3 separate regions of the Sus scrofa genome follow, and all the other regions are linked to region 3. A link is a contact called in public targeted proximity ligation data. All regions are on one chromosome and are shown on one strand. The core of a region is the stretch at or near the end of the contact, and the rest is flanking DNA. Distances in the headings are between cores, read along the strand shown.

Evidence for each region.
Region 1: a targeted proximity ligation map of alveolar macrophages shows a contact between it and region 3. A contact is called at or near these places in 4 of 47 Hi-C or Micro-C datasets (omental adipose tissue, retroperitoneal adipose tissue, skeletal muscle and 1 more) and 2 of 2 datasets of targeted methods (alveolar macrophages and skeletal muscle).
Region 2: a targeted proximity ligation map of alveolar macrophages shows a contact between it and region 3. A contact is called at or near these places in 1 of 47 Hi-C or Micro-C datasets (skeletal muscle) and 2 of 2 datasets of targeted methods (alveolar macrophages and skeletal muscle).

Annotation. Positions count from the first base shown.
Region 1 is chr4:14,311,241-14,313,940 of Sscrofa11.1, reverse strand. No RefSeq gene overlaps it. Among named protein-coding and RNA genes, the nearest start is that of TRIB1, 14 kb to the right of the region's middle.
Region 2 is chr4:14,238,791-14,241,601 of Sscrofa11.1, reverse strand. No RefSeq gene overlaps it. Among named protein-coding and RNA genes, the nearest start is that of TRIB1, 58 kb to the left of the region's middle.
Region 3 is chr4:14,488,909-14,491,608 of Sscrofa11.1, reverse strand. All of the region lies in intron 4 of NSMCE2 (E3 SUMO-protein ligase NSE2), which reads left to right. Among named protein-coding and RNA genes, the nearest start is that of WASHC5, 110 kb to the left of the region's middle.

The DNA of each region.
Region 1 (2,700 bases), core at 186-2,685, 180 kb after region 3:
CGAGTTAAGGATCCCGCATCCTCATGGACGATATGTTGGGTTCTTAACCTACTCAGCCACAAGGGAAACTCTGGAGATAGTTTCTTATTGCTGCTGTAATAATTTATTGCAAATGTAAGTGACTTCATACAAATTTATTATCTTACAGTTCTGGATATCCAAAGTTGAAAATGGATCTTACTGGGGTAAAATCAAGGTGTTGGCACAATTTATTCTTTCTGGAAGTTTCAAGGAAGAATCCATCCCTTGCATTTTCCAGCTTATAGAGGACACCCACATTCCTTGGGTTGTGGTCCCCTTCCAGCAATGGCATCACTCTGACCTCTGCTTCTGTCACCACATCTCCAGTAGCCAGCATCAAATTCCAGCTATGTGAATTAGGCTCTCTCAGGTGATATAGCCCCACTGAGCCAGCAACTGACTGCTGTCACATGAATGAGCCCAGCAGCCCAGGTGAACTGCTGGCTGATCCCAGCCCAAACTCTGACCCTCAGAATCATAAGTTAATAAATGATTGTTGTTTTGAGCCACTAAGTTTTATAGTGGTATTTTATGCAACAATAAATACCTGATACTGGAATATTTGACACTAGTGGTACCACTATTTTGTGCCCTTCTCTCCTTTTTCAATCTTGAGAGTAGATGCGACATCTGGTGCTTCAGCAGCCATCTTGCAACTTGAGGTTGCAAGAAACTCATAGTAGGTATGGCTTTGACATCACTGCTGCCAAAATGACAACAGTCCTTGTTCAGTTTTGAATTTCTTTCATGTGAGAAAAAAAAAAAACAACCAAAACTCTATTTATGTAATACTATAATTCCAGCTACTTGCAAACTAAAGAACATCTAACTAATACATGGCAAGTTGCCAGACCTCTGAGGCAGCTGAGAAATGGTCAGGAATAGCCAAGAATTAGGAAGACAGAAATGATGTTTGATGGCAGAAATTTGAGGCCTGGGTCCTGTTTTCCTCTTTGGAACCTTGACCTGCCATTAGCATAAACAGCCGGAGAATCTTTTCAGTGGAGAAAGCTTGGAAAGGACCTGGATGAGAAATGTCTGGAAGGCACTTGGGTTGAGCCTCACTGATAAGACTCAGAACACTTGTCCCATGGCTGTGTATTCTGTGAAAAGAAATGACTCAGGGCAGTTATGAAACTCTGAGGCCCATGTGTATTTACATTTTGACTCTTTCGCTACTCTGGCCAGGAAGATTTTCAGCTTGAGATGGTTCTTCCAAGGGAATTGATGCTGGGAATGTGGAGTGGCTGGACAAGGGCAGCTCTGGACACAGGCAAGAGTCGAGGGAGCACACAGGTGAAGACCAGATAGCTGTTTCAAGAGGAAATATCCCAAAGCAGACCCAGGGCCCGCGCAGATTCCCATCTTCTGCTTCTTCCTCCTTTCTAGAAGGTTCCAATTCCATCTGTGGGGAACCCCCCTGCACTTCCTTCCCAAAACACCACACACACACACACACACACACACACACACACACACACACACACACGGACATGGAATGTGCTGTTTCCTTTCATCTCCAAAAGCTCTCTTCTTCATTTTGCAGATAACAATAATAGTTAACAGTTATTGACTGCTTGCTATAACCCAGGCCTGTGCTAAGAGCCTTACTGGCATTAGCTAAGCAAATCCTCACAGCAGGCCTGTAGGTGGGTTTAAAAATGCTCATTTGGAGTTCCTGTCGTGGCTCAGCGGTAACAAACCCGACTAGTATCCATGAGGAGGCAATTTTGATGTGTTGTCATGAGCTGTGGTGTCGGTTGAAGAAGCAGCTCAGATCTGACTTGACTGTGGCTGTGGTGTGGACTGGCAGCTACAGCTCTGATTCGACCCCTAGCCTGGGAATTTCCATATGCAGCAGGTGCGGCCCTAAAAAAAAAAAGAAAGAAAAACCTCACTTGACTGGCAAGGAAACGAACACAGAGAGGTTATGTGACTTGTCCAAGGTCGTGCAGGCTATGAGTGTAGCCAGGATTAAAGTCCAGGCCTTATGACTCCAGAGCTCAAACCCTTAACCACAACCCTCTCACACCCGCAGAGGAGGAAAGTAAGGCTCAGAGAGGTTAAGGGACCAGGCTGATGATGCAGAGGCAAGATTTGGCTACAGGTTCCTGTACTCCTCTGCCTGCCTCGGAACTCTCCTCAGCATCATCAGTCACCAGGGAGCTCTAGACCTGGAGCTGGGGGTCAGATTTCAGCCTTCTCCCCTTTCCTCATCTGCTGACCTTGGGCTGTAAATGGAGCCTTGGCTTTGCCCCCTCCCATCTGAGCAGACTTAGTTGATCAAATGCCATTAGGGGTGTGGAAGAGTTGGATCAACTCTAGGGTTGTTGGTGGTGTTCTGGTTGTTTTTTTCTAATGCCCCAGCCTTGGGGTAACTGTATTTCTGGACTAGCATTTGACCTGCAGTGCCTTGTTCTGGCAGCTGGCTGAGTTTGGGGTTTCCTGCTTCTGCTCAAAATTACCACCCTCCATAAAATGCTCAGGGATGCAAGCGTTTTGCAATCAGTTATTGCATCAGGAAAACTCTCTGAATAGCGCCATTCTACCCTCTTCCCCGCCCAGGTGCTGGCTCAGCCAACTGGAGGTTGGGCACAGGGTGGGGGGGCGGGGAAGGAAAGAGAAGGATAGGTATTTTCTTTCCCACCATCCAGACAGTGCCTGTGGCAGGACCAGCTG
Region 2 (2,811 bases), core at 237-2,736, 250 kb after region 3:
GAAGTCTGGGAGTTCCCTTCGTGGCTCAGCGGAAACGAATCTGACTAGCATCCATGAGGATGCAGGTTCGATCCTTGGCCTTGCTCAGTGGGTTAAGGATCCGGCATTGCTGTGTGCTGTGGTGTAGGTAGCAGATATGGCTTGGATCCCCCATTGCTGTGGCTGTGGTGTAGACCAGCAGCTGTAGCTCTGATTACATGTGCTGTGGGTGTGGCCCTAAAAAGCAAAATAAAGAAAGAAAGAAAGGACACAATGAACTTCAAAACAAAACAAAACAAGAAGTCTGGAGGCAGGCAGGTCCGACTCAACAGTGTCATCCAGATCCAGGCTTTTTTTTTAATCTTTGTGCTCTGCCATCTTGGTGTGTTGACTTTCAGCCTTCTGGTTGCGAGATGGGCATCGTGCCCATCGGCCAGGCAGGAGGAAGCAGCAGGAGATGACACCAGCTGGGGCTGTTTACTTTTTATTGGGAAAGTCATAAACTTTCCCAGATGCCTCCCTGCTGCCCAGCACATTTCTGCTTATAGTTCACCCGTCACAATGGTGCCATCTGGTAACCCCTTAATTGCAAGGGAGATAGGGCAGTTGAATATTTGGTTTTCCCACCTTTCTGCCAAAGGAGGACCTGGGCAAAGGAGGTGGGGGTGAATCCACCAGACTCTAGGGCTGCCCCAAATGAGAGACTGAAGTGCACGTGGGTGGGTTGCAGGGTCGGTGAGAAGGTCGTTGGGAAGCTGGTCCAGCAGAAAGGACACGGCCATTTGATTCAAGCAGCATGCGGTCTGGCTCTGCAGGCCATGCCGTTCTTGGCAAGCTGCTTACTTCCCTAAGCTTCGGTTTTCATGTGTGTCCGCTGCTTCCTTGAGGGACACATGCACTGCTGGGTGAAAACGCCCAGCCCAGGACCCATGGCTTAGTCGGTGCCCAGCCAAGGGGATTTTTGTTATTACTGTGAATGCGTGTGGGGAGCCAGGCGGGGAGGGATGTTCAGAGTCTGCTCTCCCAGCCCTGTCTGATCCCAAACTTGCTCTAGTATAACCTTCACGTCTCAGGTCCCTCCGTCTTGGCAGAGCTTCTCAAAAGAGCTTGTGGGGAAGAGGGTGGCATGCAGCCCCTCCAGGGAGAGGTCCATGGAGGAGGCAGCCAGAAGGATGGGGGTGTGGGAGTAGGGGGCTGGACAGACCCTTCCTTAAGGAGTGGGTGTGAGGCAGGATGTCTAGCACTTTCCTCTTGCTTCCAGCCAAGAACCCTAGAAGGTGAATGTTATCAGCTTCGTTCTCCACACCAGGAGGCTGAGGCTCAGAGAGGGGAAGTGCGGTGTCCGGGATGCTCCAGTGTTGGGCTGTATGTGGGGCATCCTGCGGGGTGGAGGTGAGGTGGGATTCAGCCGGGGCTGAGGCCTCCTGGTGTGGGTGGGTGTGGGAGCCTCTGAGTGTGAGAAGGCGGCCTCCCAGCTTCCCAGCAGCAGGACAGGAAGAGACTGAAGGGCACTGCGGTGATGAAACCTTTGTGACTCATTTCTACCTGGCTCACTGGCTTTTCCACCTGAGCGCCCTGGAGGCCAAGCAGCTCTGCCAATGGGGGAGGGGGAGGGGCTCATACTGACTTTCTAAGGCCTCCCCTCCGACTGTGCTGGTAGCTTTGGGGGCTTTTGTCCTTGGGCCTTTGCCTGTGTCCTTCCAGCTCTCAGCTAGCCTTCCCTTCTGCCCACTGATGACTGCTTTCACATATGTGGCCCAAATCTTGCCTCCTCCAGGAAGCCTTCTCTGATTGCCCCCACCCATCACACACACCTGCTGCCCAACAGCATTGAAAAGGCACTTACCTTCCGCAGGTGGGTCTAGCTTCACCTAATATGAAAGTACAGATGCTCAGAGCCGATAAATTAGGGGGCATATCTTCATTTTACAAAAGATCCAGTACTTCCCTTTGTCAAATATTAATCACACATTAGAAAATGATTTGATGTGAAGCCCCCACCATGGTGCAGTAGGTTAAGGATCCTACCACCACAGTGGCTCAGGTTGCTGTGGGTTTGATCCCTAGTCCAGCATTGTGCATCAATGGATCCTGCATTGCCACAGCTGTGGCATAAGTATGGCCATAAAATTAAAAAAGAAGAAAAAGAAAATGAGATGATGTGTGGGAAATTAGATTTATGCCCAGACCACTGTTAAGGCCTACAAGGAAGGGCATTTGTGTTCAGATTCAATCATTTACAAGTTTTATTTTATTTTTTATTTTGTATTTTTTTTGCCATTTCTAGGGCTGCTCCGCGGCATATGGAGGTTCCCAGGCTAGGGGTTGAATCGGAGCTGTAGCCACCGGCCTACACCAGAGCCACAGCAACGTGGGATCCGAGCCGCGTATGCAACCTACACCACAGCTCATGGCAATGCCAGATCCTTAACCCACTGAGCAAGGCCAGGGGTCGAACCCACAACCTCATGGTTCCTAGTCAGATTCATTAACCACTGAGCCTTGATGGGAACTCCATCACATGTTTTATTTTTTAAAAAACCAGTTGAATTCACGTCCCCTCACCCTTGCTTCTTTTGATAGGAAAAACAACATAAAAATAACACTGTAAAGAATTCCTTTTTTGGAAAAAAGAGAAAAAAACCTTTCCACTCGTAAACCCTTTTATTTTTGAACCTTCCAGACCCCGTTCACATGCATGGCGACTTAAATAGCTGCCACCTTGGAACTTTTACTTGCCTGCTGGGCTGTGAGCTTCCTGAAAGGAAGCAGAGCCCGTTTACCTGGCAGCCAGTAGAGTGCAGGCTGGCGGCAGACACTGGATATAAAAAT
Region 3 (2,700 bases), core at 94-2,593:
AGACCATTTAGGGAAAAGCCCTAGCATCCATCTCATAGTCACTGTGCTATTCAAGTGTAAGAATTCCATGTGCATTTGGAATAAAAATAGCATATTCTGAAAAACTGAAATTTTTTTTTTTTTAGATCAGTCGGTTATTAGCCATGCATCTCTCACCACCAATATATTTTTTTTCTAGTATAGTTGATTTACATTGTTGTGTTAGTTTCAGGTATATAGCAAAGTGATTGAGTTATATGTGTGTGTGTGTGTGTGTGTGTGTATACACATATAAATACATGTTTTCTAGATTCTTTTCCATTATAGGCTATTACAAGATACTGAATATAGTTCCCTGTGCTATACAGTAAGTCCTTGTTTGTTTTATATATAATAGTATGTATCTGTTAATCCCCAAATCCTGGTTTATCCCTCTCCCACCCCCTTTCCCCTTTGGTAGCCATAAGTTTGTTTTCTATGTCTGTGAGTCTGTTTCTGTTTTGTAAATAAGTTTATTTGTATCTTTTTTTAGAGTCTACATATAAGTGATATCATATGATATTCGGCTTTGACTTACTTTACTTAGTGTGATAATCTTTAGGTCCATCCATGTTGCTGCAAATAGCACTATTTCATTCTTTTTTGTGGCTGAACTGTATTCTCTTGTATATGTACACCCCACTTTTGTCATCCATTCATCTATAAATGGACACTTAGGTTGCTTCCATGTCTTGGCTTGTAAATTGTGCTGCTGTGAACATTGGGGTGCATGTATCTTTTCAAATTAGAACAGGCATTATTTTTTAAACACCTGTTGAGTGTTCACATTACCAGGCTAACTGTTCACTATACTTGATACTGTGCAATGATTCTATTTGGTATCTATAGCCCACATTTCCTGCTGTTTTTGCTAGATACTTTTTAAAGCACTTTACTTCCCTGTGGCCGCACTATCAGAGAAACATGGGTCGTTGTGACTCTTAACACAGAGCCACATAAAATCCGTGAACAACAGTCCACTAGAGTTTCACGGCACAAACTTTTAAATGAATCATTAATAGTATCCTCTCTATGTCGTTGCTCTTTGGGGTCTGGAGGGGCGGATAGACAGAAGGAGTTGAAAGAATAGCCTAAGATGCATTTCGTGTTTGCAGTGTTCCAAAGCCTGGATATAAATAATAGATGAGCATTTCTACTTAACTTATCTGGCTAGATTCCTGTGCCTAATGGCTGCATATATACCATAAACAGTGTGAAGAAGCAGCCATGGAAACACTTGTTTTCTTGTTGGGCTAAATTTACTCTGGGTTGAATATTAACACAGTGCCTGGCAGTACTTTAAAAGCAAAAATAGCTTAAGCGTGACTCACTCTGAGTCATTTACTGCTAGTGTGGCTATACTGCCTAGAGCTTGACATTGAACAAGTTGGCAGCCTGTATTGCTACATTTTTTCTAGGAACTCTGAACACATTTCATTCTTGTGAATTCGCTTGTGCAAGATATTAAATAGAGTAATATGTTTATTTTGTTTCAAAGTCAAATGAATTTGAGAATGGTGAAACTAAAGTATTTTTCTTGGGCTTTCTGGAAAAGCCAGATTCTCAGAATTCTGCTGTGGTTAAAAGACTTTATTTTATAAAGAATTAATAAAATGTCATGGAGCTTATGTTTTTAGATGCCTACATTTTTCTGATTGAAAACCTCAGATTGCCCTGAAAATCATCACAAAAAGCAAGCCTAGGTCGTACCACCATGTAGATTCATTAATTTTCTGACATTACCTGAGTTAGATGGATTGTGTCATTCAGGACACTCTTTCTTTTACTTTTCCTTACTTCTTCTTTAAAAAAAAAAAAAAAAAAAAAAAAAACCAACAAAAAACCACGATGAGGCATGCAGTGAAGCCTGCCTTATAGTTTAGTCGGGTATGTGACTGTAAACTTCTCTCTTGGTATTAAAGGTTATATAATGGGAAGTTCATTGGTTTTTGAAAGGCGGACCAAACCCACCCACGGGATTTCTATTGGCCCTTTAAATGTATTGCGTGCCTTTCCCTGGGCAACCCGCGTGGTTGAGGAAGGAGGGAGTTGCTGGTTGGCTGACTGCGGGAAAGCCTCTGAAGGTTCAGTTGCTCTCATGTGGGCTCGGGTCAGGAACGGCTGGGAATCTAAAACGATATCGATGAAGATGGTTTTCCCTTGATGTTGCAATCTTTACCATGTTTTTGTGTTTAGTTTCTGGAGTTGCCTAACAGTATAATTTCAATCAAGGCTTAGTTTCAGCTCTTTTATTATAAACTGTGGGGAACAGGATTTTTTTTTTTTTCTCCTCCTTAAAGGCGCTATCATTTTGCCTCAGGAGTTCTATGATTTGTATAGAAAGACAGCCTGAAACCAAAATGAGCCTAAGCTAATGCTAGATGTTGTTTTGAAATTGTTTTACCATAAAATTCTTGCATTAGGAGATGTAACTCAGGCAGAGAATTTCAACATAGTTGCATAAATTGTGTTTCATATTACAACTTGTTCTCTACTTGACTTCATTGAAATTAATAAAAGGACTCTTTCAGAAGGATCTGGTGAGTTAGCATCATTGTTTAAAAAAAAAAAAAAAGGAAAGAACTTACTCATAATGTATCCTGTGTTGCTAAGTTTTCAAAGCTAGCTATCTCAGCCACACCCAGAAAGCCCTTTCAGAGGACTGAAATCCACTTACTCATT